2 separate regions of the Oryctolagus cuniculus genome follow, and region 1 is linked to region 2. A link is a contact called in public Micro-C data. All regions are on one chromosome and are shown on one strand. Each heading gives the region's core, a stretch centred on a gene start, on an enhancer-like site or on the middle of the called end of the contact. The rest is flanking DNA. Distances are from core to core; before and after follow the strand shown. Region 1 holds the start of AHCY (adenosylhomocysteinase). Region 2 holds the start of TP53INP2 (tumor protein p53 inducible nuclear protein 2).

The links. Hi-C and Micro-C count contacts between places; a contact is called where the count stands out from the background.
Region 1: a contact with region 2 is called in a Micro-C map of ear pinna, with 4 times the contacts expected there. The contact joins the promoter of AHCY here to the promoter of TP53INP2 in region 2. A contact is called at or near these places in 2 of 6 Hi-C or Micro-C datasets (ear pinna and an unstated tissue).

The regions. Positions count from the first base shown.
Region 1 is chr11:23,775,524-23,780,137 of mOryCun1.1, forward strand. It overlaps AHCY (adenosylhomocysteinase), which reads left to right and starts at 2,302. Exons shown (of 10, transcript XM_002710796.5): 1 at 2,302-2,510. The coding sequence starts at 2,483. It overlaps LOC103348190 (a long non-coding RNA gene), which reads right to left and starts at 2,155. Exons shown (of 3, transcript XR_007919648.2): 1 at 1,978-2,155.
Region 2 is chr11:23,396,981-23,401,743 of mOryCun1.1, forward strand. It overlaps TP53INP2 (tumor protein p53 inducible nuclear protein 2), which reads right to left and starts at 2,399. Exons shown (of 4, transcript XM_070051952.1): 1 at 2,165-2,399. LOC138844315 (a long non-coding RNA gene) reads left to right here and starts at 2,007. Exons shown (of 2, transcript XR_011379942.1): 1 at 2,007-2,152; 2 at 4,238-4,510.

The DNA of each region.
Region 1 (4,614 bases), core at 1,052-3,551, 380 kb after region 2:
AGATCTCTCTCTCTCTCTCTGCCTCTCCTTCTCTGTACCTCTTTCAAATAAATCAATAGATCTTTAAAAGAAAAAAGAATTTATACAGTATAAATTTCATTCATCAAAAGCAAAAAACAGTCAAAATGAAAGCTGTATTGTTTAGGGATAGTCACAGAGGAAGTAAATTCATAAAGGAATAAAAAGTAGTGGCCGGTGCCGCAGCTCAATAGGCTAATCCTCTGCCTGCGGCACTGGCACACCGGGTTCTAGTCCCGGTCGGGGCGCCGGATTCTGTCCCAGTTGCCCCTCTTCCAGGCCAGCTCTCTGCTGTGGCCAGGGAGTGCAGTGGAGGATGGCCCAAGTGCTTGGGCCCTGCACCCCATGGGAGACCAGGAGAAGCACCTGGCTCCTGCCATCGGATCAGCGTGCTGCGCCGGCCACAGTGTGTCGGCCGCGGCAGCCATTGGAGGGTGAACCAACAGCAAAAGGAAGACCTTTCTCTCTGTCTCTCTCTCTCACTGTCCACTCTGCCTGTCAAAAAAATAAAAAATAGGCCGGCGCCGCGGCTCACTAGGCTAATCCTCCACCTTGTGGCGCCAGCACACCGGGTTCTAGTCCCGGTCAGGGCGCCGGATTCTGTCCCGGTTGCCCCTCTTCCAGGCCAGCTCTCTGCTGTGGCCAGGGAGTACAGTGGAGGATGGCCCAGGTACTTGGGCCCGGCACCCCATGGGAGACCAGGAAAAGCACCTGGCTCCTGCCTTCGGATCAGCGTGATGCGTTGGCTGCAGCGTGCCAGCCGTGGTGACCATTGGAGGGTGAACCAACGGCAAAGGAAGACCTTCCTCTCTGTCTCTCTCTCTCACTGTCCACTCTGCCTGTCAAAAAATAAAAATAAAATAAAATAAAATAAAATAAAATAAAAAGTAGTGCTGACGACAAAAATTCCCAGCAGGTTCCCTGATGACCTCAGCTGGAGCAGTTTCAGTGGAGACTGGGGGCCGAGGCTACACAGCTGAGGGCCAAACTGGAGATGGGAAAGTGCACACTCAGGGTGGGGACAAAAGTTTGAGAAGCAGAGGGAGGAGATGGGGGTGAAAGTGGGAAGAGTGGGCATGGGGCTGAGAGAAATTAAAGGGCTTCAGGTGGCCAATTAAAACCCCCCAAGAGGCTGGCGCTGTGGCTCACTAGGCTAATCCTCCGCCTAGCGGCACCAGCACACTGGGTTCTAGTCCGGTCGGGGCGCCAGATTCTGTCCCAGTTGCCCCTCTTCCAGGCCAGCTCTCTGCTGTGGCCAGGGAGTGCAGTGGAGGATGGCCCAAGTGCTTGGGCCCTGCACCCCATGGGAGACCAGGAGAAGTACCTGGCTCCTGCCTTCAGATCAGCGCAGCGCACCAGCCATAGCAGCCATCTTGGGGTGAACCAACGGAAAAGGAAAACCTTTCTCTCTCTCTCACTGTCCACTCTACCTATCAAAAACAAAAACAAAAACAAAAACCCAAGAGAGACTTTTCACTCCACGAGTTGGACAACAGCTTGTCAGACAATGAGAGGTAACAGAGATGTGGCCGAGCCCGCGCTCTCAGGCACTGCCTGTGACAAAGCCACCGTGGAAAGCAGCATGTAGGAAAAGCTAAGGATGCACCATCGGCCCAGAAACTCCACCCCGGGGTACACTCGGGCCCCGGAGAAACCCACTCACGGGCGTGAGAAGACAAGGGCAGCATGTTCATGGCTCCATCTATGCAAGAGCGACACACCACACAGCCTGAACGTCAGCCAGATAGAACAAATAAATCATGGTATGGAGACACCGAAGTACTGTAGGCAGCAAATACAAACATGCGCAAATTATATGCATGACTCTTAGGAACATAATGCTCAGAGAAAAGCAAGCAGCACAAAGCTAACTGTGGTAGGTACCACACATAAAGGTTTTAAACACATAAGCCTATGAATTGTTTTAATGTATAAAGAAATGCATGCACATGTACTTACTCTCAGGGTGGTGATTGCGTGCGGCAGGGGAGATCTGGGGTGTGCCACATCCGTGGCATACTGTGGCTCTGTCTAAAATCTGTGGGGGAGGTATCATTCCGCCCATTTTACAGGTGGGGAAATCGAAGCTCGAGAAAGGGAACTGGCTGGAAGTTCAGTTCCTCCTGATTTTGGCCCTGGAATCAGAGGCAGAATAAATGAAAGGAACAATGGCCAGGTGTCCCTTGGGGAAGCCGAGCCGAAGGTCGATCGATAGCACTGGACAAAATTCAGAGTCCGGAGCAGGGATCGAAGTTCACTCTGGCCACGCCCCCGTGCGTGGGCCCCGCCCCTCGGGCTCAGCCTCAGCGGGACTCATGAATATGCAAAACGAGGAAGATATTTAAAGGCGCCGGCGCCACGCGCAGATTCCTGCCCCGCGCCGCCAGCCCAGTGCCTGATTTCTGCTCTAGGCCTGATCCCCTTTTCGCCCGTGTCCATCACCGCGTGCAGCAACACCGCCAGAATGTCTGACAAACTGCCCTACAAAGTCGGTGAGTTCCTGGATTTGTGGTCAGCCGCAGTTACCCTGCGCCGGCCGGGACTTCTCCTGGGCGGCGGCTACGGGGCCAGCCCGGGGTTTGTTGTGGGTGGCGGCCTCAGGGCCGACCCAAGGTGCCCAGGACCCCTTGGAATCGCAGGCTCGGCGCATTTCTGGCCGCGCGAGGCCGCCTGGGGGTTGGAGTTATCGCGTCGCGGCGAGCTGGTCGTTTGAGGCGGCCGCGGACTACAAGTCCCGGCGTGCCCCGCGACGCCCCGTACCTCCGCGCGGGCTGCGGAGCCGCGAACTGGCGGCATGGTCGCCGGGAGGCGGCGGGGGCGGGGTGGGAAAACCACCTGGCAGTGGTCTGGGACTGCGGGCACCTGCTGGAATGCGCCGGTGCCGCGGATCGAGCCTGCTCGACCTGGCCGGTCCCTGGACAAGAGCCCACCCGTTTCCTGGCCTCCTGCAGGGAAGGCGAGGGCGCTGGAGCTCCGAAGTGCGTGTGGAGGGGAGGCCTGGCCAGCGAGCCGACCCTGGCAGGGGTCCACACACGGGGAACTTTAGGCTACTCAGTCTGTGCCGTTCCTCCACCCAGGCGACAGGGACAGGCATGCAGGGAGTCAAAGAAAGTTTCGAGTCGTTAGAAAAGTCCTTCCTGGATTGTAGTGACGGTTAACGTTTGCTGAGCGTTTAACTGTGGGACTGGCACTACCTTCTAGGCTTATTCTAGAGTAACTCAGTTTGTTCTCAGAGCTCTCTGGGGTGGGGACTAATCTGCTTTTACAATGAGGATTCTGGGACATGGGAGTAAAGTGCAAACAGTTAAAGCCGGAGGTGGTGGAGCAGGATTCGAACCCAAGCCATCCAGACCTCTTAGGTGTGCCCTTTTCACCTTAAGCACGGACTTGAGAAGTTTTTGCACCAAAATAAACTTATTTGCATTCAGTTTTCCAAGGACTTTTTGAAGTCTCCTTATAGGAGTATACACCCGGGAACAGCCCTACTGAGCTCTCAGCAAAATCCTGTTCGGCTAGCTAGCGGCTGCCCGGCCAAAGGCGTGAGATATTTATGGAGCACGTGCAGCGGGCCTGAAGAATGATCCTTATAGAGGCGGACAGGCGCCTGTGATGCAAAGGAAGAAACGCCCTGAACGGAAGTAACTTGGAAAGGTTCTGTTAAAATGCTGTTCACCCAGTGTGGGGGATGGAACTGAACCCAGAGAGGTCAAGTCAAGGTCACATTAGTGACAGAACTGGAAGGGGGACTTGTCTTCGTGTGGAGAGAGATGGGTGGGTAAGGGTGCGGGCAGTGGAGTGTGGCTGGAGGTGAGGCGAGAGAGCTTGGCTGAGTAGGGACAGAGGAAGGACGCCTTTGGGTGGAGGAGGGCTTGCCATGTGCCAGACCCCGTCTTGTGGTGGCATCTTTTTTTTTTTTTTTTTTTTTTGACAGGCAGAGTTAGACAGTGAGGGAGAGAGACAGAGAGAAAGGTCTTCCTTCCGTTGGTTCACCCCCCAAATGGCTGCTATGGCCAGCGCGCTGTGCTGATCTGAAGCCAGGAGCCAGGTGCTTCCTCCTGGTCTCTCCCACGCGGGTGCAGGGCCCAAGCACTTGGGCCATCCTCCACTGCACTCCCTGGCCACAGCAGAGAGCTGGCCTGGAAGAGGGGCAACCGGGACAGAATCCGGCGCCCCGACTGGGACTAGAACCCAGTGTGCCGGTGCCGCTAAGTGGAGGATTAGCCTAGTGAGCCGCGGCGCCGGCCGTGGTGGCATCTTTAATCTCAGAGCACAAAGCAAGCTTTGCCCTGATGCCCTCACTGTACAGATGAAGAAACTGCAGTACAGAGAGAGCCTTGGGGTTCCTGTTGGCTTGTCCTGGACAGGTGTACCTATGACTTCTCAAAGTCCTTTTCCCCTGGGCACCAAGAGCCCCAGGGCTTGAAGTGCCAGCCCGTCCTGAGGGTCCCTCGGCAGACTCTGGTCGCACAGCTGCCACGCGGGTATTGCAGGAGTTATTTTTAGCTGGAGGGACAGATGTTGGTAGAGGAGGTGGAGCTTCCCAGGACAAAACAGAACCCGCTGTCCGCTGCCGCCTGGCCGCGTCTGGGAGGGTCG
Region 2 (4,763 bases), core at 1,149-3,648:
ATAATTTCCTAAATAGCATCCTTGACTCCAGAGATTAAGAACCACGACTGAAGCTTGTGTGGTTTGAAAAGTGCCGGCGAGCAGAAACCCCACAGAACTGCTTCTGTCTCACCATGCGATTGGGCAAGCCTGGGTTGTGACTGTCAGATGAGGTGTGAAGACTCTATCCCCATAGGCCCTCCTGGCTCCTGCTCTGAGCACCCTCCCTGGCTAGGAGGCGGAAGATCAGGTTGCCTGGCCCTAGGGGAGACAGCAGGTCAGTGGGAGCTGATGGCAGAGGGAGGGAGCCAGCAGATCCCACGAGGCATTAAGGATGAGCCCTAAGGGTCAGACCAGGACTCAAGCACTCAACCAGTCCTTCCCTGGGCAAAGATGTGGGAGTCCCCTGCTCCAGTAGGGGTGACACCACCCCGGTGGTGGGTGCAGATCTGCTCCCAGTCCATCTCACAGTCTGAGGATCAGACAGACGACACAAGTCTTTCAGAACAGTGGCAGGGCAGACCTAGCCCAGGTCCCTGAGTACCCTGTCCAGAATGCTCACAGTCAGCAAACAAGCCCCAAGAATTTAATGATGCAGGGAGGACAGGGGAGGTCAGACAGTGACTTCGATCCTGTCACTGACCCTCTACCCCGCTGCAGAAGAGCTGGGGTTCCTGGCACCAAGATTCAGCACAGATTTACCAGAGCACCCACTGTGTGTCAGAGCCTGCAGTGCAGCTCCTCAGCACACACTGAGGTCAGGGTGGCTCAGGGGAGACGCTTCCTGCCCCAGGTCCTGCAGCAAGTCAGTGACAGGTCAGGAGCGACAGCAGCACTAGCCAGCCAGTGCCCGCCCCCTCTCCTGACCACTAGCCGAGCCTCTTGGATTTTCTTTCCCAGCCCTGCCAGCTTCCTGGTTCTCAGATTCCCAGCTCTGCTCCAGGGAGAATCATTCCCCTTTAATAACCACAGCAGCTGTGCCCAGAATAGCACTTGAGCCCTAAGCCACCTCTACCCCGGCCCATCTTGAGCAAAGCCCAGGGTGGGACGGGGCTCCGGTGGCACCTCCAGGCGCATCCTCTTGGGAAGTCAGAGGCTTCTGTTAGCCCTGCGAGTCGAGAGAAAGGTGGCGGAAAGCCTGCAATCACCAGCAGTTGCCAGGGTCCTGTCCTTCCTGCTGACAACCCTGGGAGTCAGCGAGGCGATGAAGGGCCAGTTCAGAGAGCCCTCACCCCACCCTCCACCCCCCACCCAACCAACATTAGCCCAGAGACACCCTGACGGCCAGTGGTCAGAGCAGCTGGGAAGCAGCTGGGACTCTATCATAGAGAGGGGACAGACGGGGTCAGGGCCACAAAAGGGGACCCTGTCCCCAGAGGTTTCCTGGACAAAGACCCAGGAGTGAGGCGAGCTGGGCGCCCTATAGGAGAAGCTCCCCAGCGGGAGGGTGGGCAGCAGGTAACTAACTGGTGCTGAGCACCCACCACCCACTGTGTCTGCCCGTGGATAACGCACCTGTCACTCTAACTGGACATGTGGTCTCGAGTAAGCCACCTCCCCTCAGTCTCCCCTCCCACGAAATGGGGTCTGAGACCCTTCCTTTGGTGGCTGGCACTGACGTCAGCCGAGCGCAGCACACCAGTCAGGGATTAGGAGGATGTTTAGTCCCTGAGGGGCGGAGCCTGGAGCGGGGACAGAGGGGATTCCGCCACCATCTGGTGCCGTCCCCAACCACCTGGAGTCCGAGCCCGCCCCGAGTCCCCGACAACCCCCCAGCCCAGCAGCGCCGTCCGACCCCCGGCAGGTAGCAAGAAGAAAAGTTGGGGGTCAGAGACCCGATGGCAGCCCTCAAGTTAGCCCAGGAAACTGCCGAGACCCCCTCCCCGGCTCGCTTGCCTGTCGGCGTCCCTCACCCAAGCTCCGGCCCTGACACAGCGCCCACCGGGTCACCGGAGGACAGGCGACCCAATCTGGGGGAAAGGGGCGGGGCTGGCCTTGGTGACGTCTCAATGTCATATGTAAATACGAAGACGTCACGGTCTACTGGGCGTGCGGCAGCCAATCGGGAGCCGGGAACGCTGCCCCCGCGGCCGCCGGCGGAGACAGACAAAGGCCGGGACGCGGGGGGCGCAGGGCGTGTCCCGGGGCGCCAGGAGCCCCCTGATCCTAATCGGTAGGGACTCACCTGGGCACCTGCGCGGTGCAGCGGGCGGGGCGGTGCTGAGGTAGTTGTGCGGCGGGGGCGTCCCAGGGCTCGACGGCGGCTCACAGGCCGGGCTGCATCGCGGGCGGCGGGCGGGGAGGCGGCGGCGGCGGCGGGCGCTCGGAGCTGCGGCGCTCGCCCACGGGGCTGGAAGCCTGTGCGGCCGCTGCGGCGCGGCTCACGGCACAAATTGGAACGTTCAAACAGCTGATTGTGACGTCACAAAGGGGCCGCCCGCCTCGCGTCACGGCCGGCGCCCCGGCGACCAATCCCAGGCTGCGGGTCCCCCCCCTCGGCCCGCCCCCGCCGCGGCTCGCCGGCTGCTGTGCAGCGGCTCGGGCGAGCATGCGAGCGGTGCTCGGAGCCCCGGGGGCCCGGGACAGGCCGCTTCCGGTAGCTAGGAACCCCCCCGCCCGTGAGGACGGCCCCCCTGCTTGCCCCGGGTGACCTTGATCTCGCACTGCTAACGCGGGTCGCCGCGCCTTCCCCCCCTCCCTCTGCGCTCGCGTCCTTGGCCTGCACCCTGTGTCCAAGTCCCCGGAGCTGCGCTCGTCCTGGACTCCACGCCGCGTCCGTGCCCCTCCACGCCCCACGCTGCCCCCACGCCCTGCTCGCCCCCTGCGTCCCTGGTTTCCCACTCCCTCTGCCTCAGCTGAGCAAGACGGGGAGGAGGGGCTGTCCCCTTTCTCCGCTCCTGCGGAGCTCCTGGGCAGGTAGTAGGACTTGGAGAGGAATTGTTGACTTAGCGCCCGGGCTGGGCTGGTGCGTTTGCACACGCTGTTTGATCCACGTTGCCTCTAGGGCTGGGTTGACGTATGGAGACGACGAGACTCACACATCTCACTGTTACTGTGTGAATTCACACGCCGTTATGCACTAGCGGTCATTACCACAGGCACACCACCAGCAGACCCCGACCACTTCCTGTGAACCAGACACTGTGGCGTGGTGCTTGAACTTCACAGCAACCCCGCAGAGTGGGTATTTTACACTTAAGGAAACAAACTCAGAGAGCATAAGTGACTTCCCGGAGTAAGTAGGCTATAGTCAACACCAGAGTCAGGACGTGAACCCCGGGGCCTGTGTAGCTGGTAAAGAGATGCCACTTCGAGTCCTGGCTGCTCCCCTTTCAGTCCAACTCCCTGCTATGGCCTGGGAAAAGTAGCGGAAGATGGCCCAACTGCTTGGGCCCTGGCTGCACTCATGGGAGACCAGGCTCTTGGCTTCAGCCTGGCCCAGGCCTGGCCATTGTGGCCATCTGGGGGGTAAACCAGAGGATGGAAGATCTCTGTTTCTCTCTCCCTCTCTGTGTAACTCTTTCAAATAAATAAATTCTTTAAATACACACACACACAAGATTCGAACCTATAGCTTCTGGCCCTGGCCGTCTTCAATCTCTCCATGCACCAGGTGATCTAAACCCCAGAATGTGTCAACCCCCCCCCCCCCACCACCACCAGAGATCTGAGTTCGAGGCCTAACTGTGTCCCCGATTGGCTGTGTGAAATCTGACAAGTCCCATTCCTCCCTGGGGCTGAGTTTCTGTCCCAGCTTCCTTCCAGAATGGACACTACGGTCTCCAAGCCCTCCACCCTCGGGATCCTGCCAGGGCCAGACGCCAGGCCCTACCTCTTCCAGTGGCCTGGGAGATGCCTGGGGAGAGACCACGCGTACAGACCCTCGGCTCCCCAGGGTCCCCTCTCAGTGGAGCAGAGCTGCTGGGGAAGGGTCAGGCCCAGGGGGAGCTACTCCAGAGGTCAGTGCTGTGGGGAGAAAAACCCCGGCCCCGCCTGGCGTGGCACTTCTGAGGGACACCGCAGCCCTGGCATGTGGGAAAGGGGCCCTGGAAGTGCCACCCAGAGGCTCCCACGGGAAGGGGAGTGGCCTTGTGTTCCTAGGAGTGACGTCCCCGCGTGTCCTCATCCCTGCAACCCTGAGCCTCTGCCCACCACGGCCACTTCCTGCTAACCTCCTGCCTTCCTTTGACCTCCTTGTTGATTGAACCTGGATAATCGCTAACTGAGCTCTCCTGTCTCACTGTTTTGCCACTCTCAGATGCCCTGTGGCTCGCAAAGCCACCCGCGGCTAACAGCATTGGAGGCTTTCTGTGATCCAGAGGCAGATCTCTCAGGCGTCACCTCCCCTTCTCTGCATGCCTCACGCTGCGGCCACTCTAGCGTCCCCTGCCTGGACTGCCCTCTTCAGGCCCCTCGGAAAGCCAGGCCTCCCCGCGCATAGGACCACTCACCCCTGCTTCCTCGCTGTAGCCCTCCTGGCCTTACTGTGCCGGCCGCCCTCTATTTGTTCAATGAACAGAGATGACAACCATGTGTGTGTGTGTGTGTGTGTCCTCCCCAGTGGATGGGGGCATTCTAGTGGCAGGATCTTTGTCCATCTGCTCCTCCCACCCAGCCCAGTGTGGCCTGGCACAAAGTGCACTCGAATCCGAGGCTCAGCACTGCTGCCTGACGCTCGGGAGAGGTGGCTGCTCCAGGGCTCTGCGCGGCCGCCTGCTCTGGGGCAGGCAGTGTTCGCTCACACCATTTGTGTGAGCAGGTGCCTGGCGTGCATCTCGCACCCC